Regions from separate parts of the Mus musculus genome. Here all the other regions are linked to region 1. A link is a contact called in public HiChIP or PLAC-seq and promoter capture Hi-C data. All regions are on one chromosome and are shown on one strand. The core of a region is the stretch at or near the end of the contact, and the rest is flanking DNA. Distances in the headings are between cores, read along the strand shown. Region 1 holds the start of Grm4 (glutamate receptor, metabotropic 4). Region 2 holds the start of Ip6k3 (inositol hexaphosphate kinase 3). Region 3 overlaps Ilrun (inflammation and lipid regulator with UBA-like and NBR1-like domains). Region 4 holds the start of Uhrf1bp1 (UHRF1 (ICBP90) binding protein 1). Region 5 holds the start of Itpr3 (inositol 1,4,5-triphosphate receptor 3).

Region 1 (6,092 bases), core at 342-2,841:
AAAGCCAGTTCAGAGGGTGTCCCCAAAAGCCAGCTTTCTCTCTAGCCAGGGGCAGCCGATTGTGAGACGATCAAGGAGAAGAAACCAGGTACCCCCTGCAGAAAGGATTGTCTGACAACGAGTGTGTCGCTCAGGACCTAGGGGCAGAGGGCGCTCGTCCTTTGGGCTCAGGACTCCCCGCCGCTGTGCCGCTGCCCCAGCTCAGCACAAACAACCACGCAGCGCCGGGTGCGGGGTGCGGGGGCGCAGCGCACAGTCAGGCCTCCACCTCGGCCCCGCCCCCGCGCGGGGAGGGGACACGGTTGCCCGCGGGCTCGGGGAAGCGACCCTGGAGCAGGGACCTCCCCCGCCACACGCGCGCTCACACAGAGCCCTTAGAGACGCTCGGTTCACCAGGGTTTCAGAGAGGGTTCGGTCCCAAGTGTCCAGAGAAAGCCTGACCTCAGGTCCCGGGGCTGCGGAGAGACCCCAGACCTGCAGCGCCACCGCAAACCACGGCGGCGGCTGCAGGCGGGAGGCGCTTCGGCTCCAGCCAGTGGCGAAGGTGGTGCCGGGGCTGGATGCGGTTCTCAGAGCAGGGAGCCTCAACACGGGGCTGGCGCTGCCCTCTGGCCGAGGACCACGGCGCAAAGGCGCACACCGCGCCCCGCGCCCCCACAGCCTAGCCTCTCCGCAGAGGGGACGCGCGGCTGTCACCGTCCCCATCGGGACCAACTCCACCTGTCATCAGTGCAGCCCCGTCACAGCCCCCATCCCACTTTCCCCCAGACCCGCAGACAACACTGCCCCATCCCTGAGGGGGCAGCGGAGGGGCGGCCCCAGCCCGGAGGGAAGCCCCTGTCCCTGGGTCCTGCGCCCTCCTCCTGGAACTAGGGAGAGCTCGCAGAGGCCACCTCCTCAAACGCCGGGGTCCCCGCCGCAGCCCGCGCTCCCGGAGGCCGGAGGGCATCGTCCCCTCCGCCCGTGCCCCTCGGGCCACAACTCACCGCGCATCGGCGAGGTGAACGCCACGGCTAGGGGTCGGCTGCGCCCGGGAAGTGCAGGGAGGCGGCGGCCAGCTCTTAGCTGCTCGCGGTGCCGGGAGCCCGGGCCGCGGCGGGTGGCGCTGACGCTGCGGACCAAACCGGGCGCCGAGCCGCCGGCGGTCCCGGGCGCGGCGGGGAGGAGCTGGCGGCCGCTTTGGCCGGAGCCTCGGAGCAACGAGCGGTGGCGCTCGGCTGCTGCTCCCGGGAAGCTGGAGCTGGGAGCGGCCGCCACGGTGCCCGTGCTGCTGCTGCTGCCGCTGCCGCCGCCGCCGCCGCCGCGGAGCCCGAGAGCGCGGGCGAGGCGGTGCGGGGCGCTGCGTGCGCCGAGGATCGGGGCTGGGGAGCGAGCGCAGCCGGCCGGGGTGCGGGCACCTGACGGCGGCGGCGGCGGCGAGGAGAAAATGGGAGCGTGCGAGCCTAGCACAGGGAGCCGAGCGGCGCGGGAGGGGCGCGAGCGCCGGGAGCGCGGGCCGAGGGCCGAGGGGGCCGCACGGCTCCCGGCGCCCACCGCCCTGCCGCACCGCACGCGCGAGCCCAGCCCGCAAGTTTGCGCCGCGAGTGCGGGGCGAGCGCACCACGCTTCCGCCGGCCTTTTAAAGAGCGAGAGCCCGGGTCCACCCCCACACACCCGCACCTCCACCTCCGGAAGCTGGGACTCGCCACCCCTCCACGCCCTCCCCGCCGGCGGCTCCCGCTCCCTCCGCACCCGGTTGTCGCCCGCTCCCGGAAGCCTCCCCTCTTACACTCCTCCTACCCACCCCCCAATCAGCCCCGTGAGCGCGCCATCTCACTACCCGGGCACCCCAAAGACGCGGCGAAGATCCCTCCTCACCCACACAAGTCGAGGGTCAGGGAACCCAGTTTCCCGTCGCACACCCTGCAAAGTACAGCAGAGCCTAGGGACCCTTAGGGGCGAGCCGTACCCACTCGGTGCGTCACTGGAACCCCCCACCCGCGGGGCCGCTTCTCATAGCCGCGCACACACGTGGCGTGTGCCCCCCTGCGGCATGCTCATTTGCACATTTCTGTCATAGCATGCCAAGGAAGGAAACTGAGGCCCAGAGACGTCAATCCACCTGCCCAGGTCTCACGATCTGTGGAGAGGAGCGCTTTTACCCTGAAGCACTAACACCCCAGAGCCCCCAAAATAGGGGAGCAATTTACACACACACACACCCGATCCACTGAACACGGTGTAACAGGTGGCCTGAACTAGCCCCAAGAAGAGTTCCTCAGCTCAAGAGGTTGGCAGCTCGCTGCCCCCTTCCCCTCGCGTGGGCTTTGATGATCCCGGAAGGGTGCCTTCGAGGCAGGCCTAGAGGAAGGCAGGGACAGACCACGCAATCCTTGAAGAGCTGCAAACAGGCCCAGACTGCAGAAGTGGCTTCCCCGGGAGCCCCAAGAAGTGGCGAGCCTCATCCTGGGTGCTACCGTGCTGGGGAGCCAGGGGAGTGGGTGGCTGCTAACAGCTGGAGAGGGGGCCAGGGCGCAGAGTGCCACCTGGTGTTCACTGTGCCCAGGCCTGAGACACTCCGCCATCCTGACTGCTAGACCCCCTGATTTCCAAAGAACCTAGAGGAATGCTTGGGAGAGTCCAGGACTAGCAAGGCCCGAGCTATCTCTGTCTGCTTCTCTCCCTGATCCCCTACCAATGCAGGCCTCCATCGCCAGCTCTCCAGACCATGAAGGCCAGCGCGGTGACTGTTCACCACCGTTCATGCAGTGCCTGGCCCCGGGCCTGGACCCCATTGAGCTTAGGAGTGTTTGGTGTATGAATAACTGTTGTCAAACTGTGTACTCTTGTTGTTGTCACATGGAATGACCCAAATACATGTCTCCTTTACCAAGTCGGCCCGCGGTTTCTGAGAGAAGTGTGCAGATTGTTCGTTCATCTATGCTTTGTCGTGTGTAACTGACACCACTCACAGCGACAGGGCCATCTCCACGTCCCTGGGTCCTCATCCAGCCCCTGGGTCCTCCTACAAAGCCAGCATAATGGAATTGGGCTGCCTTTCTGGGCTCCTGTAAGTGGGAGCTGCCGCACTTCCCGTACAGAACATAATCCCAGCATCCTTTGGTTGGTTGGATAGATGGAGCTGAAAATTACACGGGCCCTGGTTTATTGAGAACCCAAAGGACCACATCAGACACTCCCTACCCCTGCCCCTCAGTATCGCCTCTACTCTGGCCATAATTATCCCCCACCTCCCACCAGCTGTGTTTCTAAAGGCTGTGTTTTTCAGCGATTAAAAAAAGAAACTGCTGCTGGCAGATGCTGAGCCTGTGGCTGGGCCGGAGAGCCTGTAAGTCCCCAGCCAAGACCTACATCTGCCAGACAGCCATGACACCTCAGACCACTGAAGCCCGGTGTATTCCCCCATCAGCCCTTAGCCATGGGCCCCAGGTGGCCTGACTCCTCATCCAGTTTGCTCTTTGTGCCCATCATGGAGAAGAATGGACAAGCACACATGCCCTCCCCTGGTATCTTCTGCCAGGGAGCCAGCCTCAGTGGAGGAATGATGGCCAGAAGTGACTTCCCAGGAGTCACGCAGTGCCCTGCCTGGACCTGCTTTTCCAAGGTCTCATTCAAACCACTATCTCCTAAGAACCAACTGCAGACCCTGGACCTCAGAGCTGGTTCAGGCTGGATGGAAGGGGGACAGGGCTGGGTCCTCTTTGCTGAGAGCCACTGGATGTGGGGTCCTCAACCTTTGTGAGCATGGAGTTCTCCATCTGTCTGACCTTTGACTGAGTTGAGGGTGCCTCTCAAGATTCCAGAGTGGGTAAAGCCTCGTTCCAATACCCTTTGAAGAGGTGGGGAGGCCACAAGGGCCCATCCCTGAGTCTTCTTGATGCGGAGGAAGGGTACTTAGCTCTGCCCTACGGGTTCAGGACTGTGCCCTGGAAGTTGTTCCTGAGATCTGACCTAACTCCTTCCTGCTGCAGCAGATTCTTTCCTTCTTCGAGCTCGTATTTTGTGGTTTGGGTTTTTTTCCTCTTTAATACATTTGTGTGAGTGTCTATCCATCTGTATCTGTGATTGCGAGATGTAATCATACTACAGCACACTCACAGAAGTCTGGTGATCAACTGTCAGGAGTTGGCTCAGGATGGCACCTTTGGTGCTCAGCCCCTTACCCACTAAGCCATCTCACCATACAGCCCTGGTTTTGGCTTTTTTAAAGACAGTAACCTACTACAGAGCCCAGGCTAGCCTTAAACTCATAGCTATTCTCCTGGCTCGGCCTCTTGGGTACTGTACCTATACCCACTATTTCGTTTTGTTTTTGAGACAGAAATGGCATTGAACTCCTGACCTTCTGCCTCAGCTCCCGAGTTGTGGGGTTGCAGGCATCCAGAATGCTCTGTTTGTACAGCTCCGGGATCAACCAGGGTTTCATGACTGCTGGGCAGATGCTCTACTCACTGAGCCACATCCCAGGCACAACACCTGATGTTTTCAGCTGATTTTTGCAGTACTGAGATTTGAACCTAGGACTTTATGCATGTTAAGCAAGTCCTTTATTTGTTTGTTTTGGTCTTTGATTTTTGTGTTTTGGTTTTGGTCTTGATTTTGGTTTAGGTTTTGACTTGATTTGGTTTGGTTTGGTTTGGTTTGGTTTGGTTTGGTTTGGTTTGGTTTGGTTTGGTTTGGTTTTTCAAGGCAGGGTTGCTCTGTGCAGCCCTGGCTGTCCTGGAACTCACTGTGTAGACCAGGCTGACCTCAACCTCAGAGATCCACCTGCCTCTGCCTCCCAAATGCTGGGATTAAAGGTGTGTGCCACCACCCACTGCCACCTGCTCTTCCAGAGACCTAGGTTCAATTCCCAGCACCCACATGATGCCACACACTGTCTGTAACTTGAGTCGCAGGAGATCTGACACCCTCTTCTGGCCTCCTGGGTACCCAAGCACATACATGGTACACAGACATACATATGGACATGACACCTATATACCTAAAAATGATTCTTTTACTATCTTTAAATAATCTGTGTGTGGAAGTCAGTTCTCTTTCCATCATGGTGTGGGTCCTGGTCAGACTGTAGTCTCAAGCACCTTTGTCCACTGAGCATTCCTGCTGGCCTGTCCCCAACTCCCTGTCCTCAACTCCCTCTTCATGCCTGTATCCTGACCTCCCCCAAAAGAAAAAAAAGAGTTTGTCCACTGTGCCAGCCGCTTAGCTGGAGTCGCAAAGCCGTCCTGTGACTCCTGCATTCAGAGAAATCTAATAGGAGAGAACCATTGTCTTTGAAAGCCCTGCAGTTGGGGTCCATTACAGTAAGTCACGGTGAGCATGGTCCTGGGAGGACTTACGGACTCTCTGACAAATGGCCGAGGTCGCAGCCATGCCTTACCCTCTGACCCTGAGGGTTTCCATCCTGTCCCCCCCCTAGACCAGCCAATCAGGTAGAAATGTCTATTTAAATACAGCTGCACCCTGGCAGAATGCAGAGAGCCAAGTCACCATGCAGGCACCCAGGGGTCAGAGGTCACCTTGACTTGGGGTTGCAAGATCAGGGTAGGGACTGCAGGAAATCAGTGCCACCTGCTCCTAGAATCACACAGCCCTTTCGTGCAGAAGACAGAAACCAAGTCTCAAGGGCACAGACACTGGCAAATTTTCTCACTCGGTCTTAGGGACAGGAAGGGACAAGGCTTAGCTATCTCTCTAGATCCACACCGTCCATCTGTCTTTACAGGCAAACAGCAGAAGGTAAGGACAGGTATCCAGCATGGCTGGGCTAAGCTACACCTCCCAGAACCACAGCACCTGCCACAGGAGGACTCCAAATGGAAGACATTCCGCAGTGTCCCAGGCACCCCTTAGCACCCTGCATCATAGGAAGAGGATACAGGACAAGAGATCAGGGGGACAGGGGTCTCTCTGCCCCTTGCCACTAACATGAAGACTGCACACAGGGGCCAGGGCAGGAGGAACATCAGACAGAGAGGCAGAAGAGAGCAAGGGCGCTTCCAGGCCCACATTGCTTCCCAACTGTTGCTCCAGGGTTTCCTGGTCTGAAAGCGATTTCCTTGGTCAGCCTCAATTTCCCAGCAGTGAAG
Region 2 (6,121 bases), core at 3,256-5,755, 350 kb before region 1:
GTTTATGGTCTGCCCTCTCGTCTCCAAAGCTCTCAGGTACATTTCATAGGCCTCTCCGAGCCACCAATTGGGGACAAGTACCATTCAACGTGCTTGTGATGCCTGAGGGGAAATCTTTTTAATCTATTAGAGATGAGAGGACCCGAAACCCATTTAAAACCACTTAGGTGGTAATGGGCAGGGGAGTTTCAGAGTTCCCCACGTGGCTGAGGGCCGTGCATTATCCGGGCCCATCCAGGCTGCAAAGGCGGAGGGTTATGTTTCCAGAAGGAGTTAATGGCGTTTGTAAGTCCATTCGAGAACAACCCAGGAGCCCTAGGCCTGCCTGGCCTGCCTGGTTCTCTGGCTGGGTGGGATCAATACAGAGTGAGTTCTGGGGGGCTGCACACGTCACCTTCCTGGCCGTGGCTGATAGATGTGTCTTCAGAGAACATCTATTTCCCAGGAAGGCACCATTTCCAGGCTCTTGGGGCCACGCTCCACACCCCTCGGCCCAGAAACTTATCTCCATACCAATTTCTTTCTTTGAGAAGGGATCTCCCCCGCTTTCCCTCTTAATGTTTAAAATCTCCCAACATTCCCTCAGCTTGAGAACCGAATACAATTTTAATGCCATGATTATGAGTTCGGAAGCCCTTCAGCCACTGACAAATGTACCCAGCAGCTCATGCAATGTTCTGAGCTCGCTGCCGAGACTGGGCGGGCATGGGGAAGGCTGACTGCTAGAGACTATCACCCTAGAAGGGCTCTGCAGAAGCAAGGTTGGGACACTGTTCCTCAGTGGTTCCTGCCCAGCAGGCTTCGCTGTCCCATGGCCTCTAAGCTGCACCCAGGACCTCGGACATTGTTAACGAAGACCTCTGGGCATGACTTGCAGCCCATTCCCCATGTCTGCTGCCTTTCTTTATATAACAGGATTGATCCCTGAATGTGGGCAAGAGGTCTGTGTCCTGGAGACACGGGATTGCCAGAGGCTAGCATGGCGTGTTATGGTAGAGATAGCAACAGATTTCTTTCTGCTGTTGCTTATTTGGGTTTGTTTGGTTTTGTTTTTGAGGCAGGGTCTCCGGGCGAGGCTGGTTTTGAACCCACAGTCTTCCTGATTCTGTTTCATTTTCCTGCTTTTGGGACAGGTACTGTTCAGTGTCCTTGTGATGCCCGAGGGAATGTCTTTTCAGTCTGTTAGAGATGAGAGGACCCAAACCCATTTCAGACGGCGTAGGTGGTAATCAGCTGGGGAGTTTCAGATGCTTGTATTACAGAGTGTGCCACCATGCCCAAGTGATACAGTGCTGAGGACAGGATCCTAGGTTTTCTGAGTATCAGACAAGCTCTCTATCCACTGAACCACACTTCCCAGCCTCCAGCAACAGTTTTAAAGGTAAGAGCACAAGAATTATGCAGAACATGTGTATGTGTGTGCGTGTATGTATATGTGTGTGTAGTTCGTATGTGTGTGGTATATGTGTATGTATGTATACATGTGTGTACACGTGTGTGGTGAGTGTATGTGGTATTTGTGTATGTGTGTTTATGAGTGTGTATGTGTGTATATGTGTATATGGTGTTTGTGGTGTAGTGTGTGTGTCCATGTGTGTATGTGTTTATATGTATGTGCTGTGTGTATGTGTGTGTGTATATGTGTGTGTTTATGTGTATATGTGTGTGTATGTGTGTATATATGTATGTGTGTAGTATGTGTGTCCATGTGTGTTATGTGTCTGTATGTGGTGCATATATGTGTGTGTGTGTGGTGTGTGTATGTGTGTGTGTATGTATCTATGTATGTGTGATGGTGTGTGTTTATGTGTATGTATATGTATGCATGTATGTGTGTGTGGTGTGTGTGTTTGCATGCATGTGTGTATGCTTGCTGTTCTTATGTTCTCTTCCCACCAGAGCACCCTACACTGCCCATTTCTGGAGTGAATCTCTTAGGGAGACTTGCCAGCACACCCTTCCCCGGCAGAGGGCAGCAGTACACGTGTGGATGCCAGGAATATCCAGGAGGGATTAACACTGTCTGAAGACTAAAGCCAGTAGCCCCTCCACAGCTAACAGTCAGTGGGCATATTCTTGGGACACCCTGAGTTTGTCCAGACCTGTCCCAGAGTGCAGAGCCCACAGCTGAAGTTCTCCTGCCCCATCAGGAATGTCTTTAAAAAGCTCTGAAGTCATCAAGACTGGGTCTGTCTCCTCTTATGGCTGCCTCAGTAGAGACAGGGACCGACAGGGGCTGAGAAATGGCTCTGCACACAGGCAGGTGCCCTGGATTGCACAGGAGCAGAATGCCACAGGGCAACGCAGGCCAACACAACACTGTTGCAGACGTATGCCTCACACTCTCACTTCCCCCAGCAGCCTGCAGGTTTCCTTCCGTAACAACCAATGTTCATAAAGTTTATTGCTGTTCCCCGCGGCTGATAGTGAACAAGACAGCAACCATAAGGATTTCTGCCTGGTGAGGATTTATTCAAGTGCCTGTGCAGAGGGGAGGGGCTGCTGCTGGCCCCAGAATGCAGCCAAGAGGAGGCAGAATGCATAGGGGCAGAGGAGGGCTTCTTAGGTTCCTGAGAGAGCATGGTGGGCCTAGATTCAGGGAACCCCCACAGGAGGGACTCCAGCCTCAGACTCCCCATCTGTAAGTACCTTCAATTCAACGGGCATGTGGCAGAGAACCAGAGGATGGAGGCAGGGCCTCTGGAGAGAGAATCAGAGGGTGGAGGCAGGGCCTCTGGAGAGAGAACCAGAGGGTGGAGGCAGGGCCTCTGGAGAGAGAACCAGAGGGTGGAGGCAGGGCCTCTGGAGAGAGAACCAGAGGGTGGAGGCAGGGCCTCTGGAGAGAGAACCAGAGGGTGGAGGCAGGGCCTCTGGAGAGAGAACCAGAGGGTGGAGGCAGGGCCTCTGGAGAGAGAACCAGAGGGTGGAGGCAGGGCCTCTGGAGAGAGAACCAGAGGGTGGAGGCAGGACCTCTGGAGAGAGAACCAGAGGGTAGAGGCAGGGCCTCTGGAGAGAGAATCAGAGGGTGGAGGTAGGGCCTCTGGAGAGAGAACCAGAGGGTGGAGGCAGGGTCTCTGGAAACTGAGAGGAATCTTAAAAGTAGGACTGGCTCTTGGTCTAACACAGCTTTAATCAGATGAATCCCTCCTGATCCAGGGGCAGATGTGGCCCATGTCAGAAGGATCATGACCCTGGGGTTCTGTCAGGACTGAGTGAGGTGTGCTGTGAGACCTGAGCCTCTCATAAATGACTTCGGATTCCTGATGTCTCATGGGTAGTTTCTGAAGGAAGTGTGGCAAGACACAGAAAGAATGCATGGAGTCCGGTATGGGCTACACGAGCATGCCTGGCAGCATCCTCTCCATTTTCCCATAAGGTCTTTCAAGAGGAAAAATTAAACCGCAGAGCTAAGCTAGGCATGGCGGTGCACACACATAGCCCTGGAGCTTGGAAGCAGAGGCGCGAACATGTAGGATTCAAGGCTAGACTTGGCTATAATGGCAAATTCAAGGCCAGCCTGGATTACATGAGACCTTATTTCAAAGGAGTGGGGCTGCGTCCCCCTCCCATACCTCCATGTATAATCCTGAGATCATAGAAATGGCTCAGATTCAGGTCTCGGGGGCCACTGAAGACCCTGCAGGCGTGGGGTCTCCAAGATTCTGCCTCTGTCTAGGGCAGCAGAGGTCATTAGCCTTGGTTCATGTCTCCTATGAATGTCTCTCAGTGACTTCCCTCGGCCACCTAACCTTCTCCAGGGTGTCCCTGCACCCAGGCCCTAAGATACCACCCACAGGTACTGATGTCACCCGACCCCGTGGTCTCATCAGGAGGAAGGGTGGGGCTGATGGGACAGGACATGCTGATCCCTGGCTCCAAAGTGTGGAGGGAGGACTCTCCTCGGATGCCTGCCTCTGGGAAGGTTTAACCCAGTCTGAAGGAACGTGGCTGCCTCCAGCCCTTCACCCATAATCCATAGCCACTGCTGTAGACCTGGCTTGCCCACTTGTGGGTCAGGGGGAGCACATTAGTGCAGGCTGAAAGAGGGAGAGGGGGTCATGCTAAGGGGACAGGAAGAAATGGGACATGGACATATGCCCATATCTCTAAATTGCTGCCTGTCCCAGCCCCTGCACACCCCAGCCTGCACAAGCATGCACACACACACACACACACACACACACACGCACGCACAGGTAAATTCCAAGTCACAGGCACCTCCAACAGGCCTATATCCCCTATGACTCCCAACCAGTCTGTAGGGAAGCTACCCCACCATGGGAGCTGGCCTATGGCCTTGACACCCTCTGTCCCTCACCCTGGAACCATCCAGGGCTCAGTAAGATGGTTCTTCCCCATCCTACATCAAGGTTGCACTCACCAGAGCCTCTTTCTGGGGGGTATCAGGGAGTGTGCAGTAGGGGCTCTTGTCTCTCAGTGCCCTCCTCTGTCTGCAAGCACAGGAAAAGGTCTGGCCCAGCTCAGTTCTCCCGCTGGGGCCCGGGTGGAGTTTCCCGTCCAGATCTAGGCTGTCAGTGGCCTGGGTAAGGGAAACCACCTGACCCTCTAGGCCTGAATGCCCAGCTGTCAGCTGGTATCCACAGCTCTGGAGTGGGGCCAGGGGTCTGGGAGGGAGGGGAAAGAGGAGAGAGGAAAGACGAGGAAGGTGGGCAGGGACTAGGAAGAAGGGGAAAATTTGGGGGAGTAGGAGAAGGTAGGAAAGAGAATTCAGCTCAGCTATCTTGAAGTGTGACTGGTTCTGAAGTCTAGGTACTAATTGCTACAGAGTCCCCAATTATTTATTTAAAAAATCATTTTATATGTGTGTGTGTGTGTATAGATACACACATATAGATAGATAGATAGATAAATACATACATACATACATACATACATATCTGTGTGCATGCATGTGTAAGGGCACACACATGCCATGCCATTCCTGTGGAGGTTAGAGTATAACTTGTAGGCATGGGTTCTCTTCCCCATGTGGGTTTCAGGAATTGAAGTCCAGGGTCAGGCCTGACGACGTGTGCCCTTACCTGATGAAATCCTCTCATCACTTGTCCTTTATGTAATGCTAGGGTAGGACCCAAGGTCTCACACAGAGAGAGTCTGCAGTCTGTAGTGGCTATTCCTGGTCGTCAACTTGACCATATCTAGAATGAACTACAATCCAGAAATGGAGGGCTCACCTATGATCCAGATCTTGAAGCTGGAAGACACAGGCTTCTGACCTGGATCTTAGCATGGAGATCGTGAGGCATAGTGGCTATGAAAAGTTTAGGCCTAGGCAAGGTAATACATTCCTTTAATCCCAGGAGATTAAGGCAAAGAGTTCTCTGAGTTCAAGGTCAGCCTGGGACAAATCAAATCCCAGATCTGGGCCACGCCTTCTGCGGGAAGTCTAATAAGGACATGGGAAGAAGGAAGACTCTCTTTTTCACCTGCACTTACTTGCCAGCACATCTGTCGGAACCTACATCTACAGAAGACCATCGGAAACAACTAGCCTCATGGGACTGAGCAACCACTAGATTCTTGGACTTCCCACCCACAGCTGCCCATTGTTGGGGAGTTAGACTACAGACTGTAGGTCATCATAACAAATTCCCTCAATATAGAAGTCATTCCATAAGTTCTGGGACTCTAGAGAATCCTGGCTAATACACAGCCCTACTAAGCACTTGCAGACCTACTGATCCCACCTCAACCTTCTCTGTTTTCTTTTCTATCCCTGCTCAGAAGGAAGGACAAGGCTGGGCTAGGCCATGTCCTCTCTTTCACCTGGCACCCCCACCCACTCCCAGCTACCTCAGGTGGCTCGCCACGAGTTGTGGATGCTCAGAAGATCTCAGGTCCAGAGTAAGGCCATCCATCCCTCTGTCAATCCAAAAGTGCTTCCCGGTAAGCACTGTTGGAGGCCCGGGGGTACCAGACTCTCCCAACAGAGGACCCTGTCAGAACAGAGAGAGGCTCAGTCAAATGGAGGGAGCTCAGATTGGACCTGGGAAGTGATCTCCTGACACCAGAAGGAGGAAAGAAACAGTGGGAAGATGGCGGCGGCAGCCGAGGGGAGGAAGACTGAAGGTCCAGCTAGGGCACGGGGAAGCCAAGAGGA
Region 3 (6,063 bases), core at 1,410-3,909, 290 kb after region 1:
GCTTGGTGCAGAACTCAGCCAGAAAAGACCAAGGGCCTCGTAAAGCCGAAACTTCAAATGAGTGACCTGGAACAAAGGGAGGTGGCCGAGCAAATCACTTCCTAGACACAAGGCAGAGAGCCGCCTGCAGCCATCAGACACGGCTGGGCACGCCTCCTCAGGCTCCAGTCAGATTATTGCAGATCCTGGGCCAGCAAGAGCAAGACTAGCTCAATCAGCTCCCACTCAGTGCCAGCATGTACACGCCTGTCTCCAAACACACATTCTGCTGCTGGTCACCAGGAAGAAAGAACACTGCCTGCAAGAAAGCCTCTGCCCCAGTCTTCCTCAGAGCTTCTAGGCTGAAACAGTCTTCAATATAAGTTCAGTCAAAAATATTCTGAAGATGTAGGCTTTGATGGCACACGCCTTTATTCCCCTCCTTCCAGAGGCAGAATCAGTGGATCTCTGAGTATGAGGCCAGCCTGATCTACAAAGTTTTAGGACAGCCAGGATTGTTAGAAAGAGAAACTCTGTCTCAAAAAATCTTCTGACAAAGGATGGATGGGCAGTGGGGAGGGTGGGATACCATAGGACTGTTCCTGTCTGGGAACTGTACCATGGGATGACTGAAATACTCTGTCACTACCACAGACATTTTTTTTCCAGACAAGAGTCTCATTATGTAGCTCTGGCTGTCCTGGAGCTCAGATAAATAGACTAGTTTGGCCTTGAACTCAGAGACCCAGTTGCCTGAGTCCCAAGTGCTGGAACTCAGTACCAGGAAGGTAGGGGCAAGAGGACTATCACAAGTTCAAGGCCAGCCTGGGCTACAATAGCAAGATTGTACACCCCACTCACCCAAAAAAAGTTACAATTGAAAATGCTGTATGAACTTTGAAAAACTAAGTGTGTGTTTACATGAACGCATGAATGTACCGCTGCCGGAACAACGTGAAGATGAGAGGACACCTTGTTAGACCTAGTTCTCCCCAACACCATGTGACTACGGATAATGAACTCCAGTCCTCAGGCTTGGGAGCAAGCACTGTTACTCACACACAGGGCTGGAGACACGGCTCAGTGGTGAAGAGCACTTGCTGCTCCTTCAGAGGATCCTGGTTCAATACCAAGCACCCACTTTGTAGCTAACACACTCTGTGTCTCTGTGTGTGTGTGTGTGTGTGTGTGTGTGTGTGTGTGTGTGTTTTACTACACAGATTCAGGCAAAATACCCATACACATTAGAAAACATAAGAACTGAAACTACAAGCTGGGCATTGTGCTGCATGTCTGTAAGCTCAATACACGAGAAGCAGAGACAGAAGGAGCAGGAGTTTTAAAAGGCCAGCCTCTGTTACATATCGAGTTCAAGATTATTAACCAGGGCCACATGAGACCCTGCCTGCTCTCAGGTACAGGGAAATTTAGATCAACTAAAGCAAAAGGAAACATCTAGTCAGACATGGGAGTTGATGTCTGTAGTCGCAGTACTCAAAAGGCTATGGTAGGGGGACTGTCAGGAGTTTGGGGCCAGCCTGGGCTACACAGTAAGTTCTAGGTTACTAGACTGAGCTACAATATGAGACACCAGTCCCCCAAAAGCAGAGAGGATATGAAGGGGATTGGTAAGATGGCTCACTAGGTAAAGGCATTTGGTGCCAGGCCTGACAATGTGCTAGCCACTACAACCTGACTAACAGAAGGAGAGGCCTGCCTGCCTCCTGACAAGCACTCCTTTGACTGCCACATGAGCTGTGGCTACTATGTAGTCACACACATGCACACAGTAAATGCAGAGGGCAGGGATGGAAAAGAAAAGAGAGAAAAATCTACAGAGTTAAAAAAAATGCTTTTCGGGGCTGGCAAGATGGCTCAGCAGGTAAGAGCACTGACTGCTCTTCTAAAGGTCCTGAGTTCAAATCCCAGCAACCACATGGTGGCTCACAACCACCCATAATGAGATCTGACACCTCTTCTGGTGTGTCTGGAGACAGCAACAGTGTATGTATATATAATAATAAATAAATCTTTAAAAAAAAATGCTTTTCTTGGGCAGAGGGAACAGCTCAGGGGTAGTGTTGAGTATACACACAGCCATAGTCTTAACCCCAGTAGTGAAACACACACACACACACACACACAAAAGAAAAAAAGAAAAGAAAAGAAAAAAGAAAAACACCAGGCCACTAAGCATAAAACACTCATTCTAATGACATAGTGTGCAACTGTAAGGAGGACCACAGCCTGGCAGGATTAGCCCTGTGGAGCCCCTATGCTGTGGAACATATGCTCTACCCCCAGTGTGGCCGTCCTCTGCTCTCGGACACACACACCAAGGCACACTGCAAAGGGAAATCCAATTAGTTAGCAGCAGATCTGCTCTGGCCAGGCCTCCTGTCTGCTTTCACTCGGGTAGCACTCGAGTCTGAGGAGAACAAGGCCCAAGGCAGGAAGGCACTCCTCCTTCCTGTGAAGATGGAAGTGCTCCGGAAGCAGGGGTCCCCAGAAGGACCCTGTAATCTGCCTCAGTCAGTCCAGGTTCAAGCTGCTAAGTATTAAGATGAATTTGCAGATGGAAGCCACATTGTTACAGGAACTTATTGCAATGCAAACCTCTGAGGCGAAGTCTGAGGGCGGTGCTGTGTATGTGCACTGCACTGTGTACTCAGGAGGACAAAGGCAGACTGTGCATGTAACCTGAGGCTGCACTCTGCTGAGTCACTTCCGTCACACACCTCGGGGTCCAACAACTCACGTTTCGGTCAAAAGAGCAGGTTTAGAATAACTCCTTGTTTTGGTCGCTGGATTTAATTTCCTGAAATGATTTACAATCGCTGTATCTATGGTAACTACAGTTTCTGGAAATTCTGAGCCACTGTGAGGAGACAATGTGGATTGCCCCAAACACCACAGGATGACCGCACAAAGCATGTCCAGACACAGCGCTCCTTACACACGGTTCTGGTTTGTCATGAAACTCAGATAGTGAGTTATGGTATGAGCAGATAAATCTGCAACTAAGCAGAATTTCAAACTGATTTGATCCTAAGACTGTCAAAGAGGTGTTTCTTGGTTTAAAAAATACAAAGGTTTGATTTTTTTAAAGTTGCCAAAAAGTATCTGAATACACAATTTATCCTATAATTTAGCTGTTATTGCTGTAAAAATTAGGAAATATAATAAAGGCAGAATTTATGGGCTTTGCTAAGAAATATCATATACCTTTTACAATCTCTTTGATTAAATGTTTCTGTTGTGTCTAAGAATTCCTGCCTGTGAGATCTTGGGACACTGTGCTTCCCATAGGGACCAGCCTCAAAGTGGCTTAGTTTCATTTCCCCTGAGGAACGTGCCGGCTGGCCATGCCATCTCTGGAGATGATATGAAAGCAAGCTCTGGCATACACATGTCCACATAAGAGAACATCCACAGAGGAAGTAACCAACCGTATGCTTGTCTCCAAGCTTTAAAAAGGTAAGTTCTATAGTGTGCAACACACCCAACGCTAGCTACTACACTAACAAACCCGGAGCAGGCCACTCACCTCAGCTGCAAGTGCAACCTGAAGTCAGTGGATATTGGCCACTGCACGGTGGTTATGAAACAAGTAACTTTAAAAAGCTACATACAGGCAGGGCGTAGGGGTGCAGGTCTTTAATCCCAGCACTCGGGAGGGACTGGCAGGAGGATGTCTGTGAATCTGAGTACAGCCTGGTTTACACAGCAAGCTATAGACTAGCCAGTACTACATAAAGACTGTCTCAAAAAAAAAAAATAAATAAATAAAAACATAAAAAAAACCAAAAAAACAAAACCCAAAGTTCCATACAGGGCTGGATAGAAGAATATTTACTGATCTTGCAAAGAAACCTGGGTTCAATTCCCCACACCCACAAGTTCAGTCTGTAACTTCAGTTCCAAAGACTCCAACACCCTCTTCTGGCTTCCTAGAGTACTGCATGCATATGATGCACAGACATACATGCACACAAACATTATATATGAGACAATCACAACCATAGAACCACATACCCTCTACTGGCCTCCACAGCCCTGGCACTGTGTGCACACATCAACAAGGACACACGCACATGTACATACATACACACACACACACACACACACACACACACACACGGACCATAAAGATGGCTTAGCAAGTGCCAGCATCTGTTCCAACCACGGCGGCCTGAGTACAAGGTGGGAGAGGAGAGGCAGGCTGTCCTCTGACTCCACATAACAGCCTTGATACACGTGCACAAACAAATATACACACAAAAGAAATAAATGGAATAAAACAAAAAAAAATAAAAGCTATATACTAGATCGAGGGAGACATACTGGATAAATTATATGCTATCACCTTAGCAGCCTGAGCTTGGTCCCTAGGTCCTACAGGGGACCTAGGAACCAAGTTGTCCCTGACCACCATAAATATGCCATGGTATGCCATCCAACAGTTTTTCCCTAGAAATAAAGGTTATGGTATTATAGGTTGGTTCAATCTCAGCACTGCAAATGCAACAAACAACAGCTCTTGCAAAGGTCTACTGCATACTCGAGTTCCGTTAACATCTTCATACCCTAGGCATCACATGCTTTAGACAAGCATTGAGGGCTCAGACGTGTAAAACGACTCAAACATTTTTTTATGCATTTCAGAATAAATGGGCTTTGAAAAATTACTTTTCTTCCTTTAAAGCAAGGACTCACTAAATGCAGTGCCGGGCACTTCTGTAGCTCAGGCAGGCCTTGGGACCCAACTGTGTCAGCCGGGACTGTAGCTCTGACTGCCAATCTAGGAGTCCTTATCATTTTATGACTAGCTTAGGTTGCACAGGTGATACCTGTGATCCAGCACACCAGAGGCTGAAACAGGAGAAGCTGTACCACTGTGGTGCCAGACTGGGCCAGCATGGGCTAGAGGGAGACCTTGCTAAAACAAAGCAGCCCAGAATGTAGGCAGTCTATGCTGCAAGCCCATCACTTAGGAGGGAACTCAGGGGCTGGAGAGATGGCTCAGCAGTTAAGAGCACTGACTGCTCTTCCAGAGGTCCTGAGTTCAATTCCCAGCAACCACATAGTGGCTTACAACCATCTGTAAAAGGGATCAGATCCGATGCCCTCTTCTGGTATGTCTGAAGACAGTGTACTCACATATATGAAATAAATAAATCTTTATTAAAAAAAAAAAGAAAAAGAAAAGGATATTGTCTAAAAAAAAAAAAGAGGTGAACTCAGCTCACTCAGGAGTTCACAGCTTGTACAACACAAGGAAGGGAAGAGGGGAGGAAGACTGGCACAAAGTTAAACAAGGAGAGGAAGGAAAAGGAGGAGAGGGGGAGGAAGAACAAAGCAGAGGGTAAAACCTTAATTTCACAGCAGGAGTGGTGGTGCACACCTATAATTCAAGGAGGATCAATGAATTGGAGGTCAGCCTGAGCTAATTACGAGATACCTTCTCTTAAAAACCTGTCACTGAGCCAGGCAGTGGTGGGAGGCAGAGGCAGGCAGATTTCTGAGTTCAAGGCCTACAAAGTGAGTTCCAGAGACAGCTAGGGCTACACAGAGAAACCCCCATCTCGAAAAACAAAAAACAAACAAAAAGAATCTGTTGCCATTTACTCCAAAAGGAGAATTAACTGTACCTTTAGAGAATGCTAGTTTTACCATAAATTGACGAGGTACAGTCATTTGAGGGGAGGGGAACTCAACTGAGAAAATGCCTCTATAGAACTGGACTGTGGGCAGGCCTAGAGGATATTTTCTTAATGACTGATGTAGGAGGACTCAGCCCATTGTGACCCAGGGTGGGGTCATCCCTGGGCTGGTGGTCCTGGATTCTACAAGAAAGCAGGCTGAGCAAGCCACAGTGAGCAAGTCAGTAAGCAGCCTCCTCAACGGCTTCTGCATCAGCTCCTGCCCCAGCCAGGCTCCTGACCTGCTGCTCTGATGATGAACTGGAAATATACAGAAATGTGAGGGAACACTCTTTCCTCCCTAAGTTGACTTTTAGTCACGATGTTTCATCACAAAAACTAGTCCTATCCCTACTTCAGACTGCAACTAACAAAAGAAGAA
Region 4 (6,005 bases), core at 547-3,046, 340 kb after region 1:
GTCCGACAATTTCCACCCCCCCTCCTTCTCAATCCTCTCTTTTTGATTGATTGATTGATTAATTTTGAGACAGGGTTTCTCTGTGTAGCCCTGGCTGTCCTGAAACTCAGTCTGTAGACCAGGCTGGCTTCAGATTCAAGTAGATCCACCTGTTTTTCCACCTCCTGATTGTGGGGACTAAAGGCTTGTGCCATGTTTTTTGTCTCAGTGTTTAAAATTAAAATTAAATCTCAATCTGGAAACATTGCTAGTTATGAATAAAGTTTCAGAAGGAACTTACGACAGCTTGTGAAAGCTCAATGAATGTTAGTTGCAGTGACTAAAACAGTATAGCCAGGTGTGGTGTGAACAGCCACATTTTTTGGCGCTCAGGAGGCAGAGACAGGAGGATGGCTGCCACTTTGGCCACATCCTGGTCTATCTACATAGCAATCCCTGGGCCATCTAGGGCTATATCTGGATACCTTGTCTCAATCTCAACCAAGAGTAAACTTTTTTTTGGTGGTTTTTCGAGACAGGGGTTCTCTTTGTAGCCCTGGCTGTCCTGGAACTCACTTTGTAGACCAGGCTGGCCTCAAACTCAGAAATCCGCCTGCCTTTGCCTCCAGAGTGCTGGGATTAAAGGCTTGCGCCACCACGCTGGGCTCCAAGAGTAAACTTAAAAGACCTGGGGACTGGAGAGATGGCTCCCTGCTAAGTGCTGCTCTAGAGGGCTTAGGTGCAGTGCTCAGCACCCACACCAAGTGGCTCACAACTACTTGTAACTCCAGTGCCAAAGAATCTGACAGCTTCTGGTCTCTGTGGGCACATGACATTCACACTCACATAGGAATGCACAGATAAATAAAAACACTCCGTCTTTGGGGGGCGGTGCGTCTGAGTGGAGTACTTACCTCATTTGCTTGATGTAATTAATTCCTACTCCCGCCAAACTTACCAAGAAAGCAAAACCACACGAAATAGCGAGAATTAAAGACATTGGCTCTCATTTCCATTGCTCCCTTTTCAAAAGGCAGTTAAGTATATTGAGTCATGTACTAATGATCAATAGACATTTAAATTTCCTAAAGGGGGCTTTAAGCAAAGTATGTTGGTTAGGTTTGCTGTGGTTGTTCGGCGTTTTGACCTCAGCAGTTTGTCAGAATGGTGCATTGGGAAATGAGATCCTGCACTGAGCCATTGTCATGCATGGAAACAGGATTCAGCCCTTGCCCCAGTTTTGTAGCTTTGGTCAGATGGTATCTGAGTATCTCCTGGATACAGTGAAGAGTGGAAGGAGCCTCCATCTGTGTTTAATGGAGTGGCCCAAGGCTTGGCGAGCACTTTATCACGGAGGCCTTATGTATTTAGCAGCTTAATAACTGCAGATATTTTTCTTGAAACTGGAAGCATTAAAGGTTAGATTTCTTGGGTCTTTTTTTTTTTTTGTGGTTTTTCGAGACAGCGTTTCTCTGTATAGCCCTGGCTGTCATGGAACTCACTTTGTAGACCAGGCTGGCCTCGAACTCAGAAGAGACAAGGTCTCTTAATGTAACCCTGTCTTGGTAGTCCCCATGTAGACAGGGTTGGTCTCAAGGTCCTATATTTGCTTGCCTCTGGCTCTGGAGAGTTCGGAGTAAAGGCGAATGCCACCATCTACCTTCTGGAAGAGTGAGCCCCGCCTCTGAGCGTGTAAGCCCCGCCCCGCGCAGTTGCCCCGCCCCCTATGCCTCTGAGCTCCCGCCGCCCCGCCCCTCATCCCTTGCGCCTGTGCCGCCGCGCGCGTCCCCGCCCCTCGCCGTGCGCTCTCGCCACGGGGATCCCGGAGGGTGGCGTGCGGTCTGGGTTCTGCTCCGCGGGATCCTGCGGCGCCGCACGGGCGGGTGGGAACGCGGCGGAACTCCTGGCGCTGAGTTAGGGGCGACAGAGAGCCATGGCGGCCACTGTGGCTACGGCAGCCGGTGCCCGCGCCGCGGCGAGGTGAGAGGACGCCTCTTTTCCACAACTGAGGAGGCCACGGCTGCCCGTCTGCCTGCATTCCACGCGGGCCCGGGCTGCAGCATGGCCGGGATCATTAAGAAGCAGATCTTGAAGCATCTGTCCCGGTGAGAGCGCCACCCCGCGTACTCGGTCCTTTTCCGAGCCCTCCGACCTCCCTCCGGCCGCTCTGGGCGAGCGGCTCCCTGCAGGCGCGATTCAACTCTTGCGGGCCGTTGTCGGCGCTGCATTACTCCCTCGCCCGGGCCACCTTCCTCCCCACCCCCGTCGCCGCCTCCTTCCTCGGCGCGGGTCACCCAGCCCTTTCCTGGCCGTACCTTCCAGACCCGCACGGAACCTGGCAGGCCAGCCCTGGAGGCCTCTTCCCGCCTGCCGAGCCGCCCAGCGCCGGTTCATTTCTGGCTTTGCCGCTCCGTGCTGGATTACCCAGGTCCCCTTCGATTGCAGCGCCGACGCCGGCTTTCTCCTTCTGTGAGGCGAGCTCCTCCTCTTCTGTCTGACCCTGTTGCATCACTCTTGAAAAGATATAAACCCTTCACCCGAGGCTGGTCGTCCTTTCGGACCTCCCTCCTTTCTGGGTCCGCTTTCTTCTCCGTACACAGACGGATTGGAGAAAGGTCAGCGGAGGTGGGGGATAAAGTTTCAGCAGCCTTCCCTTTAAGATGCCATGGAGGTTTGTTTGACAGCCAGTGTCCACTTGTGCTTTGTGGCCTCCTGTTAAGCTGTCCTGTCGCTCTGTATTTGGGGCATGACGGGTTAGCTGGCAAGACACTTTTCAGCTATATCTGAAGGACTCCTGGTCTCTGCGTGATGATGCAGCTTGTTAGAATGGGTGGCTGCGAAAATTGGGAGCTAGCTTTGCAGTTGGTTTTCGCTGCTTATTCTAGCTTGGTGATGGTTGTTAATTTAGGTTGTCTCAGAGGCTCTAGTGATCCAGAGTTTGGCAGCACAGTGACTAGTGGTTTTCAAGAGGTGTGTGTGAGTGTTGCCAGTCAACATGGAACACCAGGGCTTGTGTGAGCCTCTGTCCCTGACGTGGTGTCCCCCGTTGCCTGGCTGACATTGGCTTATGTGATCTTAGACATTTATTAGCTAGATTCAGATACCTTGTTTGATTAACTGTTATGTGCATGACTGAAGGGCCGGCTCCTGGAGTCTGGGCACTTCCTCTTCAACGTTTATCTCTTTCAAACTAGATAGTAGTAGTAGATACGTCAAAGACTATCTAGGCTGCTGTGGTGCACACACCCCCGAGGTCCTAGCATTTGGAGGCTGAGGTAGGAGGAGTGGGGTTTTAAGGCCAGCCTACAGTAGAGTTCCCAGCCAACTTGGACCATGTGGTGAGACAGTGATAAATTAGAAGACTCCATGTGTTTTTATATTGAAAGATTTATTTAAGAGCCTCACAGAGCGCCCAGTAGGACACCGGGCATTTTGGGGGTTACAACTTGTGTGGCTAATTGTTCTTATTGGGTATGTGTGTGTTGTTTTGTGTGCGTTCAGAGAGGTGCAGAAGTGCCACAGTGTGCTAGTGGAGGTTGCAGGGCAACTCTGGGGAGTCATTGTCTAGTTCCACTTTCACAATGTGTTCTGGGGATCAAACCCAGGTCATCAGACTTGTGAGGCAAACACTTTGCCCTGTTGAGCCTTTCTGCTGACCTTTTCTTTGTCTCTTGCTGTCTGTCTGTCTGTCTGTCTGTCTGTCTGTCTGTCGGTCGGTCCTTCTGTCTCTCTCTTGAGGCAGTGCCTCCCTTACTTTGTAGCTGGAGTTACTGTGCTTCCTGCCTTAGCCTCCTGAGTGCTGGAGTGGTTGGCAGTGGACACCATGCCTGGCTTTAGGCAATTTTTCTATAGCAGTTTGTGTGGGGGTGACGAGGGCACACATCTGAATGTCTCTCAGAGCGTCCTGGAATAAGTGAAGGACCCTTGCTGTAGTCCGATGCCTCCCTCTACTCCCACTCTCCTCCTCTTTTTTTTTTCTTTCCATCCCTCCCTCCTTCCCCCCTTCCTTCCTTTTGAGACAAGGTCTCAGTATGTGTAGTCTTGGTGTCCTGAAACTTGTATCTAGACCAGGCTGGTCTCAAAGTCCCGGAGATTCTCCAGCCTCTGCCCCCTAAGTGCTGGGGTTAAAGGCGTATGACTGGCGTCTACCCCGCTCTTGACGGAGGAAGCAAGCTTAGCAAAGCTAAGTGACTTTTCCAGAAGATAAAGGCACAGACAGAACCAGCTTCCTTACTCTGGAGCTTCCCCTGTGTGCCCTGTACCTCCAGTGAGCATACAATGGTAATGAGACACCCTGGAGCCTTTGTTTTTGTTTTTTGTTTTTGTTTTTTAAGACAGGGTGTCATGTAACCTGAGCTGGCAACAAACTGTCTTCCCTGACACATTCGGTGATTCCTGGGAGCAGAAAGCCTGTTTGCTTTAAGTAAAGTAGGGACAGTGTGTCTGATGTGGAGGGCCATTTCTGATTTCCTAGGGGCTGGGAGGAGGAAGAGTTGTGTTTTGGCAGCAACTTCAGCCCCCTGCAGAGGAGTAGGACCTGGATCTGGTTGGCCCAAATTCCCAGGGCCTTTGTTTACCTCAGACTCACTCCTTGGTCCTGTGAGACTTTGATATGCATTGTACTCTCCACCACAGCTAGGGAGGTGGCTTGTGGAACCTGATAGGGAGGTCTGTAGAGTTCCTGCTGTTAACTGTGGTGTGGCAGGTGTCTGACAGCGCAGTGTGACTCCAGGGACAGTAGCCTACAGCAGAGAGGACAGGCCAGTGACAACAAATTGCGTTCCAGTGAGTTTATTAATTTCAGCTATTTCTTTTGATTGCATTCCCTAGCTAGGTACTGGCCAAGATGCTGGGGAGGCTGCTGGAATTTTTAGATGACCATTGTCCAATGTGAATTGCTTTAACGCCCCATTGAATGCTCATTGAAGTGGACCCGTGAAAAGAGTTCTACTTACCAACATGAAATAGTTATTTATTTAGAAAATTGTGGGAATTAGTTGGGAGTAGTGGTGTACACCTGTAATCCCAGCATTTGGGAGACTGAGGCAGGAAGGCCTTGAATTTGAGGCCTATGTGAGCCATTTATTGAGACCCTGTTTCATAAACAAATGCTAAAATAGACTTTTCACTGAATTTGTTTTTTCCTGTTGTTCTCTCTTCTTGAGAACCCACCTGGCTCAGCCTTTGGAGTACTGGTCATGCTGGTGTAACCCCACCATGCCTGGGGTTTCCTGCTTTAGACCACTTCAGCTAGTGACCTGGGATTAGACAAGTAAGAGGGTATACGGTAGGATGTGCAATCGGCCAGGGCACTCCGTAAATGGAAAGGATGTGGGGCTTTGGAGCCACTCCGACAAAGCAGATCTGTCTGGCCCCGCTGTTCTTGATCAGGGAGGATGTCCCCAACTATGCTGTTGTTGGCTGTAAGTGATGAGAAGAGTAATGGGAGCTGGCAAGAATGTTTCTGAGGAGTAGGGATGCGGTCGGTGTTCGTTATAGGGTCTGGCATTGAAGGAGTGCTTAATAAAAAGTAGGTGTAGCCGGGCGGTGGTGGTGTACGCCTTTGGTGCCAGAGCTCAGAAGCGGGCTGGTGGATCTGAGTCTGAGGACAGCCAGGACTACACAGAGAAACCCTGTCTCAAAAAGACCAAGTAATAATAATAATAATAATAATAATAATAATAATAATAATAATAGTGATAATAGTTGCAGTAGTAAAGAGTAGTTGTAAGATATGGCTGGAGGAGTTAGGGTCAGGGTCAAAGCATGGGTGGCAAAAACTCACAGGAAATCTTAGGTATTTACTCAGAGTGACTAGAAAATGTCAGCCGAGATTTTAAAATGGAAGTGCATAGGAAGTCATAGGAAGTTTCAGATTCCCTTTTGGAGGACAAGGAAGTCTGACTGAGTTGAGCTGTTGCTGTTCCTGATCGGGGTGGGGGGTGGGTGGGGGGTGGGGTGGGGGCTCCTAGTACTCCAGAGTATCAAAGCTCTGAAAGGTCTTGAAGATCGATCGACTGGGCCAC
Region 5 (5,699 bases), core at 2,214-4,713, 460 kb before region 1:
ACAGGAGGACCAGACAGTTGGCGGCGGTGGCAGTAGTCACCAGAGAGCCAATGTTCAACCCTCCGAGCTCTGGGAAGGAGAAGTAGGCAGGTCTGATCAGACAGTGGGGAGGAGCAGAGGCCCTGCACATAGCAGGCGTCTTAACTACTCTCCTGTTACTGTGCAGAGAAACCATGACCAGAGCAACTCCATGAAAGAAAGCATTTAATGGAGGGTTCCCTTACAGTTACAGAGGGTCATTATCACCATGGCAGTAGGCATAGCAGACATGGTGCTGGAGGAGCTGAAAGCTACACCCTGACGGGCAGTCAGGTAGGTAAGCATGGGAGGAGGGTGCGGGTGGGAGGTGGGTGGTGGTGGTGGGATACTGAGCCTTGCTTGGGCTTTTGAACCATCAAAGCCCACCCCCAGTGACACACTTCCTCCAACAAGGCCATGCCTCCTAATCCTTCTAATCCTGAGAGATCCACTGGTAAATTTTCAAATATATGAGCTTATTGGGCCATTTTTATTCAAACTGCCACAGTAGGACTTCAGTAGATGCTTCTGGAATGCATGTGTGTGCCCCTCTGGAACCCCAGGGAAGGATGAGAGACAAGAGGATCTGTCCTGGGGTCTGGCCCTTTTGCCATTGATGCCACCGTCTGAGAACCCAGACACCCTGACTGTCTCTCATACTAGAGAGTGCTGGGTCTCAGTTTTAACTCCAGTTCCCAGAAACCTGGTGGGTGACAGGACTGTCTGGTGGTGGTTCTCTGGGCTGTGGTCATCTCTTTTTGGGAGAGTTTACTAGATAAGAATTTTTAAATTAAATTAATTAATTAATTAATTTATTTTTTTTGCTTGAGACAAGGTTTCTCTGTGTAGCCCTGGCTGTTCTGGAACTCCCTCTATAGACCAGGCTGGCTTTGAACTCACAAAGATCTGCCTGCCTCTGCCTCTTGAGTGCTGTCATTAAAGGTGTGTGCTACCACTGCTTGGCAAGATTTTTTTTTTCTTTTAAATAATAGTTTGCAGCTTATTGGATGCACATGCCATACAGTTTTTTTTTGACAACTTGACACAGCCAGGGCCATCTGGGATTAGGACCCTCCTCAGCTCAGAAGACACCTTAATCAGCCTGGCCTATGGGTAAACGTATGGAACAGTTTCTTGGTTGATGATGGATGTGAACACTGTGGGCAATGCCACCCCTGGGAAGGTGGGACTGGGTTGTAAAAGAAAACAGACTGAGCAAGCCAGTAGGCGGCTTCCTCCGTGGTCTTGGTCTTTGCTTCAGCTCCTGCTGCCCGGCTCCTGCCTAGGCAGTCCTATGATCAACTGGAACCTTCGAGCCAAATAAATCCTCTCCTCCCAAAATCGACTCTTTTTTTTTTTTTTTTCGAGAGAAGGCTTCTCTGTATAGCCCTGGCTGTCCTGGAACTCACTTTGTAGACCAGGCTGGCCTTGAACTCAGAAATCCTCCTGCCTCTGCCTCCGCCTCCCAAGTGCTGGGATTAAAGGCGTGCACCACCACGCCCGGCTCCCAGATCGCTTCTTGATAATGGTGTTTTATCACAGCTATTGAGAGCAAAGGAGGACTATACATTTTTTTTAGGGTTGGGGATGTCACTCAGTTGGTAGGAGTTCACTTGATCCATGTTCTTGGGGGTCTTTAAGGACTTTGGTTTATTTATTTTATGTGTGTGGGTGCTTTGCTTGCTTGTATATCTGGCACCAGGAATGTCCCCAGTGCCTGCAGAGGAATTACAGATGCTTGTGAGCTGCCACGTGGGTGCTGGGAATCAAATCCCTGCTCTCTGGAAGAGAAGCCAGTGCTCTTAACTGCTGAGCCACCTCTTCAGGCCCTTTTTTTAAAAGATTTATTTATTTATTATATGTAAGTACACTGTAGCTGTCTTCAGACACTCCAGAAGAGGGCGTCAGATCTTGTTACAGATGGTTGTGAGCCACCATGTGGTTGCTGGGATTTGAACTCCGGACCTTTGGAAGAGCAGTCGGGTGCTCTTACCCACTGAGCCATCTCACCAGCCCCTGTTTTGATTTTTTAAATTAATTAATTAATTTTTATTTTATGTGCATTGATGTTTTACCTGCATGTATATCTGTGTGAGACCATCAGACCTCCTGGAACTGGAGTTACAGACAGTTGTGAGTTGCCATGTGGGTGGTGGGAATTGAACTTGGATCCTCTGGAAGTGTAGGCAATGCTCTTAACCACTCAGCCATCTCTCCAGCCCATTCTTACATTTATTTGAGGCAGACTCTCACGTGCCCTAGGTAAACCTCGAACTTACTATGCGACCTTTAACTCCCAGTCCTCCTGCCTCTACTTCCCCATTAAAGGCTTGGCTAACCACTACCACCAGTTCTAAGGGTCTTGGTAAAAATCCCCTGCACTCAAGAACTCTCGGTGCAGGTCAGCAGCTGTCTCACGGCTGGCGGCTGTCTCCACCCCTCCTGGGTCTCTTCCTGCTTCTGTCTCCAGTCCCCTCCTCCTTTTCTCCCAGGGACAAACGCCCCCATCCCCGCCCCTCAGGAAATAAGGGGGGCTGGGTGGGAGGGAGCAAACGTGACCAAAGGGGGTGGTGGTGGCGCATTCTTATCTCAGGAGTTCAAACCAAAGCTCTAGGAGGAAGCAAACGCCCAGCCTCCGTGGCGCAGAACAGAAAGTAGTCAACTTGGCGATGAGTTTGAGGGCTGAACTTTGTGAGCAAGGGCCCGCTACGAGAACTTGTTTCAGTGGGCGCTGGGGTGCACTATTAACTAGAGGAGGTAATGCTCTCCCCCTCCCAGTATTATTTATTTATTTTAAAGCAAAGACAGAAGGAGCCAAGAGAAACTGGAGCCAATTCCTCCTGGAGAGGGAGCGGCTGAACTGATTCGGAAGTTGGATCTCTTTGTACACAGGAATGTGGGGAGAAAGAGAGTGAGAGAGAGAAACCCCAACAAGGACAATTAAAAAACAAAAAACAAAAAAAAACCCAAACCCACCCCATTGCTTCATTTCCCCTCCAAGTCAAAGCACTTTCTATTGTGCAATGAAAAGACTTTTCATGTTGAGAGAAATGAATCCTGATTTGCAACGCTAAGGGCTTGAGCGCGCATCCAGGCGCAAGACGGTTCTCAGCTGGGCGCGGTTGCCGCAGGGTGACCGTGGCCAAGTTCCCGGTGTGCTCAGCCACGCGTGGGCCGCAGGCTAGGCGAGCTGGGGATCTCCGAGGGTGGAGAGCCCCGAAGTGCAGCGCGGTGCTGGTGGACAAGCCGTCTAGAGAACGCCCTAGAGCCTGGGGGTCGTCCGGTGGCAAGCTGGGCGCTTTAGGGGGTGCAGGCGTGCACGCGCGCGGTGTAGAAGAGGCCGAGCCTGGGGCGCGGGTGCACGTGGGAGCCGCGGCGGGGGCGGGGTGGGGTGTGGCCTCCCCGCCTCCCAGGCGGGATTTGCATGTGTGTGGCGGCCCCAGACTTCCTGCTCCTTCCAGGCTGCAGGTACGCGCGGGCCCGGCCGGGCTGGAGGGCTGCGAGCGCGCAGAGACGCAGGCACCTCCTCACCCGGACCCGGGTCGCGCCGCGCCTCCTCGCTCTCTGGTGGCAGTCAGCCTACTCCTGCCGTCCCGATCGTCCGGGTCGCCGGGCTGCGAGGTGGCACTGCGCCCCTCTCCGCCCAGCGCGCCTCAGTCCTCTGCACCGAGCCTGGCAGCTCGCTTCAGGGCGACCTCGTCGCCTCGAGCCCCGGAGGGCCGAAGCCATGAATGAAATGTCCAGCTTTCTTCACATCGGGGACATTGTGTCCCTGTACGCCGAGGGCTCTGTCAATGGCTTCATCAGCACTTTGGGGTGAGTGAGCCTAGGGCAAAGAGAGGGGCATCGGGACCACGGTACCAGCTGCTTGTTTGCCAATGTTCAGTCCCCTGAGCCCTTGATAGAGGCTTGCTTGGACAGCCCAGTCTCCAGAAGCGAAGGGACGCTGGCACCCCTCTCTTAGAGAAAGGAAGTGCGTTGTTTGCTCAGGTAGTAGTCGGGTGCCCTGGGGAGTTCTAGAAGGCGTCAGCGCCCACGAAGCCCGCCACTTCTGGCACACTCTTTTTCTTAACTCATGGCTGAGGGGTTCGGACTTCCTCTGCAAGTGGTCCTCGGGTTATGCAGGTGGCTGGGGCCTGAGTTGGAGAGGGCCTGGGTGTTCTTGTTTGGGATTCGGGGTGGGGTGCTAGGGTTGGCTCAGCCTGAAGCCTGGCACTCACCTCTATAGCCCCATCTTGAATCGGTTTATTTAATTATTTAATTAATCATTTAATTTATTTATTTGGAGAGGTAGCATCTTTTCACTCTCCTTGTGCCCCATCTCCTCTTCAGAGTGTTTTCTTTACCCTCCCTGTCCAGGCAGTCCAGGTCTTGGCCAGCTGGCCCCCCTCTCACCGCCACCCCCTCCTTGTCAATTTCCTGTGTAGCTACTCTGGCGCCCCTGGGTCCCTGGTCCCAGGTTCTCTAGAGCACTTTACAAACATTAATTAATTCTGGCTGTCACCCCCCGGGGTCTGGGCTGGATAAGCAGGGAATTGATTCCATCCCATGCTGGTGCCAGGCCGGTAGCTGGGAGAGGTTAGAATCCCAGTATCTTTTTGGATAGACCCTGAGCACCTCGTTGCTGCAGGGATGGAGGAAGCGCACAAGCCCGGATCTGGTCTTTCTGTCCCATTTTCGGGCAGGTGGGGTGGTAGTGGCTAATGTTCTGGTATCTCACGTTGTCAGCACCATCCAGCTGCTGGCAGGGTGACTCCTCTCTGGGGGCTTTGGAAGTGTGTCAGGAATTCTTTCAAAGTTAGCCCTGCAGGTGGGAGGCTCCTGGCTCCCTTGCTCTCTCCTCTTGGTGGTTGAAATTCAATGTGCTGTAGGGAGGAGAAACCTCCAGGGCCTCTCTGCCTGAGGAGGCTGAGATGGGAGTTCCAGCATCCCTCTCTTCTCCAAGCATCCTCCAGGCTCTCCTACACACCTCCCGGGTCAGATGGAAATTTCTACACACACATCTCCCCATCAGATTTCTCTTCTGAAGTTGCCCAGAGTTGAGGCGTGGAGCCTCGTCTGGGCCAGCATCTTTGCAGGCCTGGCTCAGAGCCCTGCCAGGCAGGGCCCTTCTTGGGGAGCTACAGGGGAACTGCGCAGTCAGCACTAAACATGCTGTCTTGGGATGGGGTGTGTGTTGGGGAGGGAGTGGCAAAGCCAAAGGTGGGAGCCCAGACTCCCCCCAACTCTGCAGATTCTCAGAAGTAGTCACATTTTGTTGATGTGTCTGGCTCAGGGCTGAACACAGGGTAGATGCTATTTAATCACCTTGAGGATTGACAGAGCCAAGGATCTAAGGTCCCTTTTCCTGTCCCCAGGCAGCCTCCATTGTCTGGGAATCCCTCTGCTGGCGCTTTCTCTCTCTCTCTCTCTCTCTCTCATGTATATGTGTTTTGCAGGCATGTATGTCTGTGTACCATGTTGGTGCTGCGTGGCTTTAGAGGCCAGAGAGTGCATTGGCTCTCCCGAGACTGCAGTTATAGAAGGGTGTGAGCCACCTTGTGGGTGTTGGGGATGAACCCAGGTCCTGTGCTAGAGAGGCCGATGCTCTAAAGCACCGATCCACGTCTCCAGCTCCCTGTTCTCAGGACACTTTCTTCCTCTTGGTCCTTCCTGCCTCAGGAGCTGCTATTTTTAGTCCA

Evidence for each region. Promoter capture Hi-C pulls out the DNA fragments that hold promoters and counts their contacts. HiChIP or PLAC-seq counts read pairs in DNA pulled down with a chosen protein or histone mark.
Region 2: a contact with region 1 is called in a promoter capture Hi-C map of embryonic stem cells, with 6 times the contacts expected there. The contact joins the promoter of Ip6k3 here to the promoter of Grm4 in region 1. A contact is called at or near these places in 17 of 39 promoter capture datasets (the C10 cell line, the SN4741 cell line, cranial neural crest and 9 more), 6 of 15 datasets of contacts at CTCF or cohesin (CD8 T cells, the NIH/3T3 cell line, embryonic stem cells and 3 more), 33 of 484 Hi-C or Micro-C datasets (the 63-12 cell line, CD4 T cells, CD8 T cells and 20 more), 27 of 115 datasets of contacts at active chromatin or transcription factors (the 230-238 cell line, SST interneurons, T-cell acute lymphoblastic leukemia and 16 more) and 3 of 9 other capture datasets (adipose tissue, bone marrow-derived macrophages and macrophages).
Region 3: a promoter capture Hi-C map of the C10 cell line shows a contact between it and region 1, with 2.4 times the contacts expected there. The contact joins the enhancer-like site here to the promoter of Grm4 in region 1. A contact is called at or near these places in 2 of 39 promoter capture datasets (the C10 cell line and pre-B cells), 1 of 15 datasets of contacts at CTCF or cohesin (the NIH/3T3 cell line), 1 of 115 datasets of contacts at active chromatin or transcription factors (pancreatic cancer cells) and 1 of 9 other capture datasets (adipose tissue).
Region 4: a contact with region 1 is called in an H3K4me3 HiChIP or PLAC-seq map of embryonic forebrain, with 2.2 times the contacts expected there. The contact joins the promoter of Uhrf1bp1 here to the promoter of Grm4 in region 1. A contact is called at or near these places in 2 of 115 datasets of contacts at active chromatin or transcription factors (astrocytes and embryonic forebrain).
Region 5: an H3K4me3 HiChIP or PLAC-seq map of forebrain shows a contact between it and region 1, with 7 times the contacts expected there. The contact joins the promoter of Itpr3 here to the promoter of Grm4 in region 1. A contact is called at or near these places in 9 of 39 promoter capture datasets (the C10 cell line, HPC-7-derived erythroid cells, cranial neural crest and 5 more), 1 of 15 datasets of contacts at CTCF or cohesin (large pre-B cells), 5 of 484 Hi-C or Micro-C datasets (CD8 T cells, LSK cells, bone marrow-derived dendritic cells and 2 more), 26 of 115 datasets of contacts at active chromatin or transcription factors (the 230-238 cell line, SST interneurons, T-cell acute lymphoblastic leukemia and 15 more) and 4 of 9 other capture datasets (adipose tissue, embryonic stem cells, liver and 1 more).

Annotation. Positions count from the first base shown.
Region 1 is chr17:27,511,806-27,517,897 of GRCm38.p6, forward strand. It overlaps Grm4 (glutamate receptor, metabotropic 4), which reads right to left and starts at 1,592. Exons shown (of 11, transcript NM_001291045.2): 1 at 987-1,592.
Region 2 is chr17:27,163,259-27,169,379 of GRCm38.p6, forward strand. It overlaps Ip6k3 (inositol hexaphosphate kinase 3), which reads right to left and starts at 4,506. Exons shown (of 6, transcript NM_173027.2): 1 at 4,382-4,506.
Region 3 is chr17:27,797,547-27,803,609 of GRCm38.p6, forward strand. The region is part of intron 1 of Ilrun (inflammation and lipid regulator with UBA-like and NBR1-like domains); the gene reads right to left. Among named protein-coding and RNA genes, the nearest start is that of Ilrun, 20 kb to the right of the region's middle. Within about 2 kb of position 2,660, at least 231 of the 459 cell types and tissues checked have an H3K27ac peak or open chromatin away from gene starts, as enhancers often do. A contact at or near this core is called in the NIH/3T3 cell line, adipose tissue and pancreatic cancer cells, where this site is marked.
Region 4 is chr17:27,854,711-27,860,715 of GRCm38.p6, forward strand. It overlaps Uhrf1bp1 (UHRF1 (ICBP90) binding protein 1), which reads left to right and starts at 1,797. Exons shown (of 21, transcript NM_001080769.1): 1 at 1,797-2,084. The coding sequence starts at 2,041.
Region 5 is chr17:27,053,841-27,059,539 of GRCm38.p6, forward strand. It overlaps Itpr3 (inositol 1,4,5-triphosphate receptor 3), which reads left to right and starts at 3,464. Exons shown (of 58, transcript NM_080553.3): 1 at 3,464-3,834. The coding sequence starts at 3,746.